Regions from separate parts of the Mus musculus genome. Here region 1 is linked to region 2. Evidence: chromatin contacts called from public promoter capture Hi-C data. All regions are on one chromosome and are shown on one strand. The core of a region is the stretch at or near the end of the contact, and the rest is flanking DNA. Distances in the headings are between cores, read along the strand shown. Region 1 overlaps Inpp5a (inositol polyphosphate-5-phosphatase A). Region 2 holds the start of Pwwp2b (PWWP domain containing 2B).

Region 1 (2,700 bases), core at 79-2,578, 280 kb before region 2:
TAATAGTGTATGGTAGTACATGTCTTTAATCCAAGCACTTAGATGGCAGAAGCAGGCAGATCTTTGAACTCAGACGTTCAAAGCCAGCCTGGTCTACAAAGCAGGTTCAGGCTGCTAGGGCTAACACTGTAAGATGCTGTCTCAGGACAAAATAACCCCTCCACACACATACATACATGTGTGTGCACACACGACTTTAGGCTAAAGAGTAGGCTCAGTGGTTAAGGATACGTGTTGCTCTTACAGATGGTCTGGGTTTGATTTCCAGAATCCATATGGTGGCTCACAGTCCCAGGAAAGCCAATGTTCTCTTTGGCCTCCATGAGTACTAGGCACATATGTGATATACATTTGGGTAAAGCGTTCATACACATAAATAATAAATCTCAAAACGTTTAAAAGTCTTTTATAACTAGATATTTAAAGCTAAAACCTCATAAAGTACACAAACACAGAAACACTACCATCTGACACAATTAGTGTTGGCTAGCCAGGCAAAGCATGGTGGCTCACAAGAGCTCAGGCAGCAGAGGCAGGAGAATTGCTGTGAGCACCAGGCCAGCCTAGGTTACAGAGTAAGTTCCTTTCTAAAGCAACAGAAGAAAGAAAGAAAGAGAGAGAGAGAGAGAGAGAGAGAGAGAGAGAGAGAGAGAGAGAGAAAGAGAAAGAGAAAGAGAAAGAGAAAGAGAAAGAGAAAGAGAAAGAGAAAGAAGATTAACAATACAAAGCAAACCTGCAAAGAAAAAGAAAGAATGTGAAGCCAGGCAGTCCTGCAGTGAGGTCTCAGCCCCTCCCTGGCTCCCAGGTGTGTCAGGTGTCTTTGCATGTGGCTCTAGTACAACCAGGCAGGCAGGCAGGCAGGCAGGCAGGCAGGCAGGCAGGCATACCTCACAGCTGAGGCTCTGGAGAGCTGTCAGAGTTGACCCTTGGACTTGTTTCTTTATAACTTCTATTAAAATAATCTTAGATTTGGAGAAAAGTTATGACATACAGGGCCCATTTTAATACCATCTTTCTTTCTCTTTTGTGGACAGGGATGCAAGACTGTTCATCCCTGGGTCTAATGCCCCACTTCTCATCTCAGACTAAGACAGGGACCTACTGGCTGGACAGGGAGATTAAACCGAGAAGCCAGCCTCTCTATCTCAGCCTCCTCACTGTCTCCTGCAGCTCCGTGGGGCTTGCAGACAATGCTCACACGGTTCCCAGTGCTGCTGTGAATACAGCGCTGTTGGTGGCGGTGTCCATTCAAAGGCCAGTACAGCATTGTCCTCCCCAATCAGCACAGTAGAATGCAGTCTGCTGGTGGCTGCCAAAAGGTTAGCCTCCCGATGAAAGGGCGGGCCATTATTCACCACTCCCGCAGAGCGCCCCTTTGTGCCCAGCAGCCCAGCCCTACACTGCGGAGGTCCGGATCTGCGGCTGGCTGAGCTCGCCACAGAAGCCATTCATTGGGATGCAAAGATGCACAAAGGTGGCCCCTGGACCCAGAGGCTGCTTTTTTGGAGGCTGGAGGCATGGTGGTGTAGGGCAATGACATATTCTAATGCCTTACCACACTGACAAGCTGACCATGGTCACCAGGACTGATGGACATTTGGTCTCTCTCTCGGCTCCCAGCTCCCTGGGAGGTCCCAGAAAAAGGGCCATGGAGCAAACAGCAGGAAATGCCACACAGACAAGGCCTTTGCTGCTGGCTGCTGATTCACTAGCCTAGGAAGGCGGCCCCATGGAGGAACACACCACAACCACAGGGGCATCTGTCAGGGGCACCTACCCAAGACTCTGGCAATCTCCTTGAAATTGAGACATGATCCTGAGGTAAGACATTAGAGTTGAGTGCTATCCTTGGTCTTGATGGGGGCAGCAGCAGCCATTTTTCTATTCCCGGAGCTAGTGAGCAGCATTGCCATGGCCTCCACACAAACATAGATAGCTAAGCAGGGCCCATAGCAGAGGGTACACTTGGTCAAGTGTCAGGGGTCAGGGGTCAGAAAGAATGATTTGAGGATACCAAAGGATGAGGGTGCCTGGGTTCATAGACCTTGTGGGGAAGGCAGGCATGGACAGGAATTGGACATTTTGTTGGGACAAAGCACCTGAACCCGTTTCTAATTGCCTGAGCTGTATCCCACAGTAGAGGCTGAGTGAGGCTTCAGGCTTGGTATAGAACCTGCACAGGCATTAACCTCAGATGAAAGAGACTGACTGTATACAGATTTACAAGACAAGCCCCAGACTGGGGCAATAATAGGGGAAGCATCAGACCCATTTCCCATAGCTAAGGTTCTTCTTCAGGGACCAAGATGACACAGCCTCTCTTACACTAGAGGCTGGGAGAAGTCAACAAAGGAAGGGAACCAGTGGAAGAACCTTAGGCTGATCTCTCTGTGTGATGGCATGGCCTCCAGAGGTCACCAGCCTGGTGCTTGTTTGATCATGGCACAGGAGTGAGACTCTGTCTTCTGACTCCTTGTATAGAGCACTGCTTCAGAGGCACATGGAGGAGGAGTTCATAGACCAAGCTTACTAATTGCCATTGCAGGGAGACATGGTAGGGGAGTCAGTGGTTCCAGCCCCACCCTACAGTGGCACCATGGTCCAGAGGACCCAGCTTTGCCTCTTACTTTAGGGGCACACTGATCTATGGTATAGACAAGCATGTACAAATTTGTTCTGTACAAGCCCCACAACACATGT
Region 2 (2,700 bases), core at 192-2,691:
TCTATTCATGAAGGGTGTATGCATCTGCAAGCCAGGTTAGCCATTGACCTCAGGGTAGAGATCCCCCCTATCTCTGTAGACACAGCCACAAGATAGGACTACTCTCAGCCAATCTTATCTTGAGCACTGGAGCCTGAGAACTGGGGAAATGCGGGTCCTCTGCTGCAGACTCTCTAGGGAGAGGCCAGAGCAGGCTGCACAGGTTGAGCAGGGGTGCAGCCAGACCTGCCTAGGGAGGAGAGGGCAGCCATCAGCAGGGTGGGGGATGGCTTGCCTTGGAAGCTTTCAGGTGGCTATTCTGCAGCCCCTGAATGTCACCCCATTATAGGCACTCCCTGTACTAACCAACAAGAGAGGGGCACCAGTCACACGGGAGGCCATATGTTAAGTCACATGACTTGTGCATAAATGGCTTCTGGCACATCTAATGAAGACATAATGTCAGCAGGGTAACTGTCGAAGGAGGAAGGGCTCTGCTCTGTGGTGGGAACCCAGGGAAATCCGGGCTTTAGGAAGGGAAAAAGTTGGGTCTTTGAAAGCAGAGCCCTTTTCTGTTCCTAATTCCAGAATGAAGCCTGGCTGGAGCAGAAGAGTCACAGCCTGATTAATGCCTAATCATTTATCAGGCAGTGACAGCGCAGTGCCATGTGATTCTGGGTTCAGGTGGCTGTTCTGCGCTGCAGAAGCCCCTGCAAAGGGTATACAGGTGGTCTCAGGAGCCAAGCCCAATGCGCCCCTCCAGTAGAGGCACTGGCCCTGGAACTTGTATCTTCCACTCCCCCGCAAGGCGCCTCGCCCACAGCAGTGTTTCTACACCCCGCAGTCTCGCAGCTGGTCTCCACCAGCCACTCCTATAAGCCTTGGGCTTCCCCCCTCTTGTGACAGGTGAGGCCATAGCTTAACTGACCCCCTTAAACGAATCACGATTCTACAAACAGTCGAATTCAACAGTGCGTCTGAACAAAGAAAAGTGCGTTAATTATGGCAGATGTGCGGAGTTTCAGGCAAGGCTTCCCGTGCGTCCCGGCCGGCACCGCAGCCCCTCTGCGGGGCCGCACGCTCTCCTGCCCCGAAAGTCACCGCGACTTTGGGAGAGAGCCACTTTCGCACCCAGACCGGCGGCCAGCTGGCGCGCCTCGAAACCCCGGCCCAGCAGAAACTGAAAGCGGACGCCGGGCTTTGCTGCTCCTCTCGGAGCCTGCATTGGAACCTTGAATCGGTGGAGGAGTGTCCCGGGAGATTCCGAGGAGTCCCGGGCCCGCGACCCTGCCCCGCTCACTTTTTCGTGCAATCCAGCAGGATTCCGGCGAAGCTGCGCTCGCCACAGCTCACGGTGACCACCAGCGCGCCGTTGACGACCTGTTCCACCCGCACCGGCAACCGGCAGCCGGCCCGCGGCTCCATGCTCCCGCCGCCTCCGGAGGCCGCCCCCGCCCGCCACCGCCGCCGCCGCCGCCGCCGCCGGGTCAGCCCCGCGTGACGCCGCCTGACGTCACAAAGCTCTGTGTGCCGGCCGCCACCGCGGAGCTAGGCTGGGGCGCGCGGCCGCGGGCTGCGCTCCCAGGAGCCGGAGGGCGTGGGGCGGTCCGCCCGCAGCGTGCGCCCACAGCCGGCTCTCAAAGCTGGGCTTGCAACGCATTGCGGGGGCCCCACCGGGCGGGGAGAAGGGTTCGTTAATCTTGACGCCACGCAGGCTTGGAATGCCCCCTAGGAGGCCTTGCCAGGAACCGAGGGGTAGCGGGGACACTCCCCGGGTCCAGGCCCTTCCCCCACTCTGCTTCTCTGGGTTCCACCCCGGGCCCCACCTCCTTCCTGATCCTGTCCCGGGGCCACTCCCTGAGCCCGGCGCAGCCTGGGGCCCTTCCCCCATGTAGTCTGGGGGTCCCCTGTCTACCAGTTTGTGCTAGAGGACCCCGGCAGCGTCTTCTACGCACGACTCCTGTGTCCACTTGGTACTTGAAAAAGTCTGTGGACACGTGTATTTGAAGCGAATCAGGCCTGGCAGAGGAGACTCCGGGTGCCGAGGGACACCAATGGGGCCCTTACAAGAGGCCTAGTGTCACCCTCACTACAGGGCTACCTGGCACTGGGCTACCCAGGTGTGCTCGGCGCCTCCTAGGAGACTATAGTGCTCCGGTCTGTTTGAGAACCTCGCAGGGCGCGGGGCTGGCCAGCACTAGTGTTGGCAGGATTATTCTATCCAGAGCTCTTGCGTCTCCTGGGACTACTCGCTGCAGCACTCCTCGCTTAGTGTACAGTATGAAGAGCCACCTCCCATGAGCAAGAGCCAGGCTCCCCGGGCGTGTGCAACCGGGCCCGCGAGGGCAGCCTGGCCATGAGTGGGAGGTGGCGGCGCCCGGCGGACGGCTGACCGCCACCCTAGACCTCCTCCGGTTTCCGCAAGCACTTGCACTCTGAATCCGGATTCGGAATCCATAACTGACTGCCTCCAAGGGTCTGTCACGTTGCAATGACCAATGGCGTCTGTGAATCGGGCCCCTAAGGCTGACTTGCATCGCCATGACCCTGCATTGGAGGCACCAAAAGGGCAGAGAGGTACTGACCACGGATCTACCAGGCCCATGTCCTTTTCAGCTGGGGAGTGGAGTTCTTGCCCTGCTGGGACTTGCTTCAGGGCTGCTACCACTGACGCCGCCAAGGACAGCCGAGGCCGCCCTGGCGCCACTTTACCTTGCCTTA

The links. Promoter capture Hi-C pulls out the DNA fragments that hold promoters and counts their contacts.
Region 1: a contact with region 2 is called in a promoter capture Hi-C map of embryonic stem cells. The contact joins the enhancer-like site here to the promoter of Pwwp2b in region 2. A contact is called at or near these places in 3 of 39 promoter capture datasets (embryonic stem cells, neutrophils and pre-B cells), 1 of 115 datasets of contacts at active chromatin or transcription factors (bone marrow-derived macrophages) and 1 of 9 other capture datasets (liver).

Annotation. Positions count from the first base shown.
Region 1 is chr7:139,527,534-139,530,233 of GRCm38.p6, reverse strand. All of the region lies in intron 8 of Inpp5a (inositol polyphosphate-5-phosphatase A), which reads right to left. Among named protein-coding and RNA genes, the nearest start is that of Gm33031, 54 kb to the left of the region's middle. Within about 2 kb of position 1,328, at least 25 of the 459 cell types and tissues checked have an H3K27ac peak or open chromatin away from gene starts, as enhancers often do. A contact at or near this core is called in embryonic stem cells, where this site is marked.
Region 2 is chr7:139,247,223-139,249,922 of GRCm38.p6, reverse strand. Pwwp2b (PWWP domain containing 2B) reads right to left here and starts at 1,441. Exons shown (of 3, transcript NM_001098636.1): 1 at 1,280-1,441. The coding sequence starts at 1,404.